2 separate regions of the Rattus norvegicus genome follow, and region 1 is linked to region 2. The links are chromatin contacts, called in public Hi-C maps. All regions are on one chromosome and are shown on one strand. Each heading gives the region's core, a stretch centred on a gene start, on an enhancer-like site or on the middle of the called end of the contact. The rest is flanking DNA. Distances are from core to core; before and after follow the strand shown. Region 1 has its middle 160 kb from the start of Trnak-cuu5. Region 2 has its middle 130 kb from the start of Foxo1.

What was found. Hi-C and Micro-C count contacts between places; a contact is called where the count stands out from the background.
Region 1: a Hi-C map of mammary epithelial cells shows a contact between it and region 2, with 1.7 times the contacts expected there. The contact joins two enhancer-like sites. A contact is called at or near these places in 2 of 12 Hi-C or Micro-C datasets (Schwann cells and mammary epithelial cells).

The regions. Positions count from the first base shown.
Region 1 is chr2:139,065,029-139,069,125 of GRCr8, reverse strand. No RefSeq gene overlaps it. Among named protein-coding and RNA genes, the nearest start is that of Trnak-cuu5, 160 kb to the right of the region's middle. Within about 2 kb of position 1,690, at least 7 of the 93 cell types and tissues checked have an H3K27ac peak or open chromatin away from gene starts, as enhancers often do.
Region 2 is chr2:138,592,326-138,596,343 of GRCr8, reverse strand. No RefSeq gene overlaps it. Among named protein-coding and RNA genes, the nearest start is that of Foxo1, 130 kb to the right of the region's middle. Within about 2 kb of position 1,438, at least 60 of the 93 cell types and tissues checked have an H3K27ac peak or open chromatin away from gene starts, as enhancers often do.

The DNA.
Region 1 (4,097 bases), core at 441-2,940, 470 kb before region 2:
TATCACATCTATTGATTGTATGCTGAAAATGATGTGCCCCATTCAGCCTTACGTTTTCACAGAGGTGTGTGGGAGCATCATTGTCAAATGAAGAAGCCACGCTGGGGTGCGAGTTTCTAGGATTCTCCAGTCTCTGAGTACAAGTTCCTTTTTTTGCCCTTTGTGCTATTGTGATTTCCACAGAGTTAGGTTTTTATCTAAGCGTTGCATGGGTTAATCAATAACGATGGTTTGGAAACTGATATTCTAAGCTAATAACTTCCCGAGAGATCAAATGAGGTGGGCAGGCCCAGTTCCCAGGCCATCCTAAGGCGATACCAGAAATTAGTGATAAAAGTTAAAAAGAAAACGAAATCCTCCCTCTGCTTCAGCGTTAAAATTATTCTCGCAGCTCATTATCTCCTCAAAATGACAATCAATCCACATTTATACCCTGTGTGAGAAGGAAAACATTACCTAGCAAATTCTATAGGATGTGATCAAAACAGTACGCGGGGGCATAATCATAACTCCAAGTGCTTACATTATCACACGAAAAGGAAAGAAGAAAAATGCAAACGTTATATATACCCAGTTATTAGAAATTTTCATAAAGAAGGTTTTGAAAAGGGAATTTGAGCAAACAAGTAAAAAGCAAGTGAACATTTGAAGCTAAAAAAAAATCACAATTGATAAATCTAAGAATTGAGTTCTTGTGACTGTAAAGACAGACGTGGATTGGGGAGGCAGTTCGGTGGTGGAGCAGCTGCTTAGCATAGTCAGGGTCCTGGGTTCGATTCCCTAGCACCAAAAGAAGCAAACACATAAAAGGACCAGTGAACTAGAGGAACTCCTGACAATGTAAGATCACGGAGTAAGATTTCCAGGGGCCAGAGAGACAGTTATGAGCCCTTGCTGCTGTGGCAGGGGATCCTAGTTTAGTTCCCAGCACTCAAATCATGTGGGTTGCACCCTCCTGTAACTGCAGCTCCCAAGGATCTGGTGCTCTTTCTCGACTCCCTGGGAACTGCACACATGTGCACACATCTGTACACAGGCACATGTAAATGCATAGAGCTAAAATGACATACATGTATGCACATAATTAATAAAAATGGAGTCTTCTAAGAGGGTTTATGTGATTGGTAATCCATGGTGATGGAGCAGAGGTTTAATTACACACCAAAAGGAGATGATAGGGTTTTTTCTGTAAGAGAATTTGTAATCTCGGCAGGGAGTAGAAATTAATTTCATCTATGAGGAAATAATGTGACATGTATCAAAATTCTATTATTATACAGATGAAAAAAACTCATAAAAAGGGAGTTTGCTGTGGCAATTATCTTCAGCATGGAAGAATGAAAACAGTCACACCTGGTCCACAATAGAGGCGTACTGAAGAAATTGTGGTGTATTGACTGGGTACAATGCCACTTAATCATTGAAAAGTTGTGGACTAACTCACGTGTTTATTATGAAGTGCCTTGGGAAGTGACGACGGCAGTTTTCAAAAGGCCAGTCAGGGCCTTTGGTAGATTGAATGACCTCGTTAACATGTCAAGCCTTGGATGGAGGAGGCATTTAGCATGTGTTAGCGTCCCCTCACACACGGGATCAGTTTGAAAGCTGGGCACACATAAAGTGGCTGTTCCCAGCCTGGTGTGCACACATCAGCTTCCCCTGGGGCAGCTGGCGGAGCTGCTCTCAACTTCGGTTCAGAGCCGGAGGGCTGCTTTCGCATACGTTGGCGTTTTATATCAGGAAGCAGTGAGTTGAAGTGTGGTTTCTGATGTGGTCAGGAAATGACGACAGAGTGGTGTGTGTGTGTGTGTGTGTGTGTGTGTGTGTGTGTGTGTGTGTGTGTTACCTACTTCTCAGGCACGACTGCCAACTATGAGGAAAAGGCAGCTGTGGGAAGGCCAGAATGCATCCAGATCCTGACAAATGTGTTTCAGTTTATCTGGGCATTACTCCCTCTTGCTCCAGGTCAGGTCTCTATGCCTAGTTTGTCCACACCCACAACACACGCTCACAAGGGAGAATGGGCATCCTGCTGGGTTGTAGCCATTCATTAGAAGGGATTCCTGCACAAGCCTATGTGCTCGAACTCAGGGCAAGCTAAGTATAAACCTGCAGCTGTTACAGTTGACTCGAATGCTCTGTTGTGGCCGGAGTTGTTACTGGGCATGGAGTGGGCTTGAGTGCTCTGTTGCTGTTGTTGGAGTTGTCACTGGACATGTCTTACTCGGAGAAAGAGCCACACAGGGCTACTCAGATACGAGATGAGACCTCCCCGAGTCTCGATGTCAAGGTCATGGGTTCCTAGTGTTCTGTCCACTACGGGTGTCAGTGGGAAGTTCTGACAAGTCTGCAGACTGCCTTACTTCAGTGGCTGTTCTTTCTTCCCAAAACTGAAAACACCATGGTGTGGAGATGACAACCTGCCTAGATTCTGTTTCCCTTACATCGTGATTTTAGAAATACCACAGGACTCTATAGGAATAAGGCTTTCAGATGTAGGACCCATTACCATGCCAGGGGGTAGGATTTTGTTTTCTTTCTTTTCTTCTGATATTTATGATAACCCAAGGTCCTATTTAGACTCTACCCGAGTCTTCTGGTTTGTAGTTAGAGCACATCTACTGCCACTTAAAATCAATAGTGGACCAGACATAAAGTATCGTAGGACGCTTTCTTTGTTCCTTACATTTTTTTTTTCTTGGTGGTAAATTTACTAATAAGCTTATTTCCTTTCTGGAAATTGGAAATCCTGTGGTACTAACCCACTAAATTAAATGCTTGGGAATTTTGTCTGTGAAATTATAATTCAGGCTACAAAGCCAGTGGGCAAATCTGACCCTTTGATAGAACCCCAGCTTGTGTGGTGAGACAAGAGGCACACAAGACACATACAGGGTTCTTGGTCACCTATAACCCAACCCACTAATGATTGGAGTGTAAGCATATTAAACACATGTGGAATAAGTTTCCCTCTAAATACAAATGGCTTGTTAAAACTCAAGAGCAAAGGCGAATGTTTTTGGTTTTGAAAAACCCAAACATCGGGAGAAAAACATTTGTAACATTTGTCTGGCTCCAAATACCACTGGGTCAGCTTATCCCTTTCTCTTTAGTTTGCAGGTTGTTCCAGGAAAGCAGAACACATCTCAACCATTCTAGTCTATCATAACAAAATGCTCTCAAATAAGTGGGTGTTTTCAAAAATACCTTTGGGGAAAACATAATTTTTTTCTGCAATGACCCTTTTAAACACACACACACACACACACACACACACACACACACACACACACACACACGCAATTATTTGCTTTATCCAAGGCAACCCTGGTGCCTTTCCTCTGAGTATGAGTGTTTGCGTTTACTTCTGTCTTTGTTTATTCCTGTTGCTGGAGACATTTGTAACTCTGGAGGTGGTGTGGGGATTGGAGTGGAAAGTAGAGGGCTCTTTTCTACTTAGCAGTAACTAGTTGTTTTATAATATGCAGATTTTACAATGTCTAGAAAGTACTTGTGTGAAATACGTGATTATTTGAAGTCTTTTTTAAGTCTAAGGTGTCCCTAAGCTCACGCCATTTCCCTGCAGCACCTTCCGAGTTCGTGGTCATAGAGGGCAAGTGCAAAGCTCACACCTATCCTACTGTTGTAATGTGTTGAGTGACAGGAGCCAATTCTGCAGCTGGAGAGGACAGTGAGCATTCAGGGAAACATCTACTAACCAGAAACGTGAAGAGTCAGACAGTACTCAGCACCATGTCCTTGTATGTTTGCATCTGGGGGAGGCTTGCCCATGTCTACCCAAATAGCCAAACAGGGCCTCTGAGGGGAATGTCACCCCGATCGAGTACACTGGCTCACTGATACGCTCTACCTTCAGCCTACCATGGCCATGGTGCCTCTTGAGAGGACTGGGAGAAGCATGTACAAATGTCTACTCACTTGTACGAACATTTGTTTTCATATTACCAATAGGAGTTTTCAATGTGAGATTTTGGATACAAACTGATACTTAAAAAATATTTTTATTGCAGTGGAGATCACATCCTACAAAATGAAGGTTTGCATAGTTGTCTCCTTTGAATTGTCAACATTGGCAC
Region 2 (4,018 bases), core at 189-2,688:
TTTTTATTGGCAACCCTAGGGGCTGGAGAAATGACTCAGCGGTTAAGAGCACTGACTGTTCTTCCAGAGGTCCTGAGTTCATTTCTCAGCAACCACATGGTAGCTCACAACCATCTGAAATGGAATCGGACGCCCCCTTCTGGTGTGTCTGAAGACAGCTACAGTGTACACATAGACATAAAATAAATAATTATATCTTGATTGGCAGCCCTAGTCGGGCCATTACTTGTGATGTCTGGATTGGTACCAATCATGTTCACATAAGCCCATCTATTTGCCTGCCTGTCTGTCTGTCTGTCTGTCTGTCTGTCTGTCTGTTTGTCTATGAAGACAGGATTCTCACTATGTAACTCTGTTTTCTGGAACTCACTGTAACCTGGGCCGGCCTCCGAACTCACAGAGACCCCTGCCTCTGCCTCTGGGAGTGCTGGGATTAAAGGTGCCTGGCTTTTTTCAAAGGACCTCATTTTAAAGCTTTGAGAATGACTGTCTCTGAAGATTCAGAAATGAAACTTTAGAAAAACGTTTTGAGGCCAGTAAATTCCAAGGCCATCTTCACTTCTGTCTGATCCGGAGTACTCATTTCTATGTCCCGATGTATTTATTATGATTTTAACAGGATAACTAAAACAAAACAGAAATAGAAAAAGTTTCAGTGCCCTGCCTACAGCTTATAAAAGTAACTGTTGGGCAATGCGTCCCAGTCCTTAAACACTTTTCCTGAGGAGCTGGGAAAGCTTCTAACACATCCCTTCCCCATTCTGGTGTTCAAGCCACCTGGCCCCTGTTCCTGACGCCCACCCAAGTGGTCCTGCCTCAAGGGTCATCCAGCCGAGCTCCCACTGTGCCTCTGTGAGCCGCTTCCAGGGATGCCCCCACTGAGGCGTGTGAACAAATGCCCTGTACAGACTCCCAGGCACAGGCAAAGCAAAGCAAGACGGCTTTGAGGCATCTGCCAAGGAGGGCGAAGGCCGGCTTTGAAAGCACTTCTCCAGTTTGCCAACTCGTGGGACTTGGCAAGCCTAGACAACGGCGCTAAGGCAGAGAAAGCCTCGGGATCGGCCTCCCAGGAGGGTGCCCCCAACCCCCTTCTCTTTTCACCAGACCCAGAAGATGTAGGCCTGGTGAGGGAGCCTGTGGGCTCAGGCCTGGTGAATGGAGGCTACCTCTTAGCGCCCCCACCCCCACGCCATGACGGCGGCAGCCCTCAGTGGGGAAGCACGCCTCTCTCCTGCTAGCTAATGGCTGAGAAAAGGGCAGCGGTTTTCCGTGTTTGTGGGGCATGCAGGAGTGGCCAGGCAAGGACTGAGATCAGACAGAGGTGAATAAGTATGAAAAGGAAGCAGTAAAAATCCGCCAGCCACAGGAGACGCCCTCTCTGCTCTGGGCGACAGTCAGGCCCGTGATTCAGCGCGAATAAAGAGCCCGAAGGGGGAGTCTGGTTGGGAATTGAGTGCGCCAAACTTTGTCATAATTCAGATTCTTCCTCTGTAAAAGAGGCATGAAAGACTAGGACCCATGGGAGCTGCTCCGTAGAGTCTCCTTGTTTAATCAATTCACAAACTGCAAATCCAAGTCCTAAATGCCTAATCCACTGGTCACCAGTAATGGGTGAATAAGGACAGGCTGTTTGTTTTTCCTGCCTTGCTCTAAAAGGCCCCAGACTCACAGCAGGCAAGACGTTCTTCCTGCGGTTGCCAGAAAGAGTGCAGAGGGCAGTGTTATTCAAGGTCATTTGCAAGAGGCAAGGACCTACCTGCCACAAAGGGTCCTTGAGAAAATGCAAATGCCTCGGATTTAGGGCAGGACTCCCGCTAGGAAGAGCAACCCAGGGCACCTGGAAAATTTAAAAGTAAAAAAGAAAGCCTGTAGCCTGCTGAGGTAAGTGGGTGGCAGAACAGTAAGCCCTGGGTTCCAGTCCCATCATTGTTAAAAAATATATATATATGAAAGTAAGCACCAGGTCACTCTAGAGGCCAGAGTGAGAATCCAAAGTGTTTCTGGCGGTTGCAGAAAGACACACCCTCCGGGCGGAGGAATTACCACATACCCTTGGGGCAGTTATGAGAAGGAACTATCCCGGTAAGGATGGCTGTCCTACCTCCAAAGAGGGCCTGGGGGCAGAGGTCAGCTCTCTGTGGACCTTCTCTGAGCACCCTCACTTCTCCTCAGTGACTATGTGTGCGAATGCTGGTTTGTTCAATAGTTAAGTATCAAAATCTGACTGGAGGCCATGCACGGGCGCAGGAGGACAGGAAAGCATCCTCAGAAGGTAGCAACGTTGCCTGATTTAGCTAGATTTTTTTTTCCCCTCTGTGGCTTTGAAGTGGCAGTTTCTAAGGAAACCCTCAACACCCTCTGAAGGGGTGGGGGTGTGGTAAATCAAGGACTGCAGGCTATCTCTCAGAGGACACTGAAGCTACAAGGCTTCACTATCAGCTCATGTCTAAGACAAGTTAGAGCCAATCTGTTGACCCTAGTGACAGAGAGCAGCACTCCTGCCCTCTGTGAACTGGCAGTGAGCAGAGTGGCCAGACCAACGATAAGAGACAGCAGGCGGAAGATGCCACAGGTGTGCTGAGGGTGCAGAGGGCCAAGCAAATGACTGGTCTTAGGAGAATGCAAAAGGGCTTCCCGAAGAGGTGGCTCATGTGTCTGTTATTGAACAAAGGGTAGGATTTCCATAGCTAGAGAAGGCAGGTATAGGGGAAACAGAAGCCAAAACGGACAGTAATAACAACAGACCCATGGCTAGATTGTAGGGTGAGAGGCTTGGGGGTGGGGGGGAGAACATCACAGCCAGTTTCAAGATGCTGAAAATGAGGATGAGGACAATTCTGAGGGAGAGAAGGGCATTCGTGATTCCATCTGTCCTTTAACTCGGGCCACACTGCAGAGGCTGACAGCGTTTGGAATCTTCTAGAAGACTTGAGTAAGAGAAGAAGCTGGAGCATGGTGTCTGAGCCAGTGGTACGAGGGTAGGGAAAAGGTGGCCCAAGTTATAGACCAGATAGGCAGGGAACTGAAAGTGAAACCGTGCACCAGTGACAACAGAAAACAAAACCCGTGTGGTAGTGGGCGTAAGGAGGGTGATGGAAGAGCCAAGCATGAGCTATACAAACTCGGTTCTGGAGAATGGCTAATGAAGTCACCAACCAGCTGGCACTATCAAAGCTAAGACAGACTGTTAGTGACCCAGGGACTACTGCCTGGTGTTTGCAGCAGTAATTAGGTCAGTCCTCAGATGCTGGGGCATGTCATGTTAACAATACAAGGGCTTCGCTCCGTTTTGGCAGGCATCAGCACCTCCAGATTGACAGTGGTTGAAGTTACCCAGTAACAAAAAGTCAAAGTCAAAAAGTCCTTTCGTAAGGGTCCATGATTCGCTAAAGAATGATACCCTGGGACTCAAATAGTATGTCAATGAATGCAAAGAGTGTTTTATTCTGCAGAAGTCCAGCATGCTGGGGTCTTCCATTACTGAGACAGAGAGACAACCAAGGAAGCTTGCAGGCCTCATTTAAAGCACATTAGTGGATTCTGGGTAGGTGACCTTTATCTTGCTTCCATCTCTAGGGACATCCTATTACTAGGACATGGGGGTTGGAAACTTGCTGGGGAGGTCTGGTCTGTTGAGGAAGTAGCTGAGGAAGTCTGGAAACTGCTGCTGACCCACTGTCCTTCCCTCAGGCCAGTGGCAGGGCAGCTTCCAAGGCCTGGATTTGCCTGGACTTGCCCAGTTCTTAGAAACAAAGATTTAGGCCTTGTCTCCTGAACTGCCAACTCCTTTGAAGCCTGTCATGGAGTCAGTCTAGCCTTCTCACTTTAACTTAACTTCTTTCTCATGAATTAACCAGGAATATCTCTACTTGTTCCCTTTTAGGTAAATAATCTCTGTCACTGATGTTAATTCCCAGCTGCCATCAGAAAGGTTGGTGAGATTAGCCTGGTGGGGTGTGTGAGGGGAGCAGAGCATATAGAGAATGGCATGGGAAGAGGGAAGGAGGCCAAATGGTTT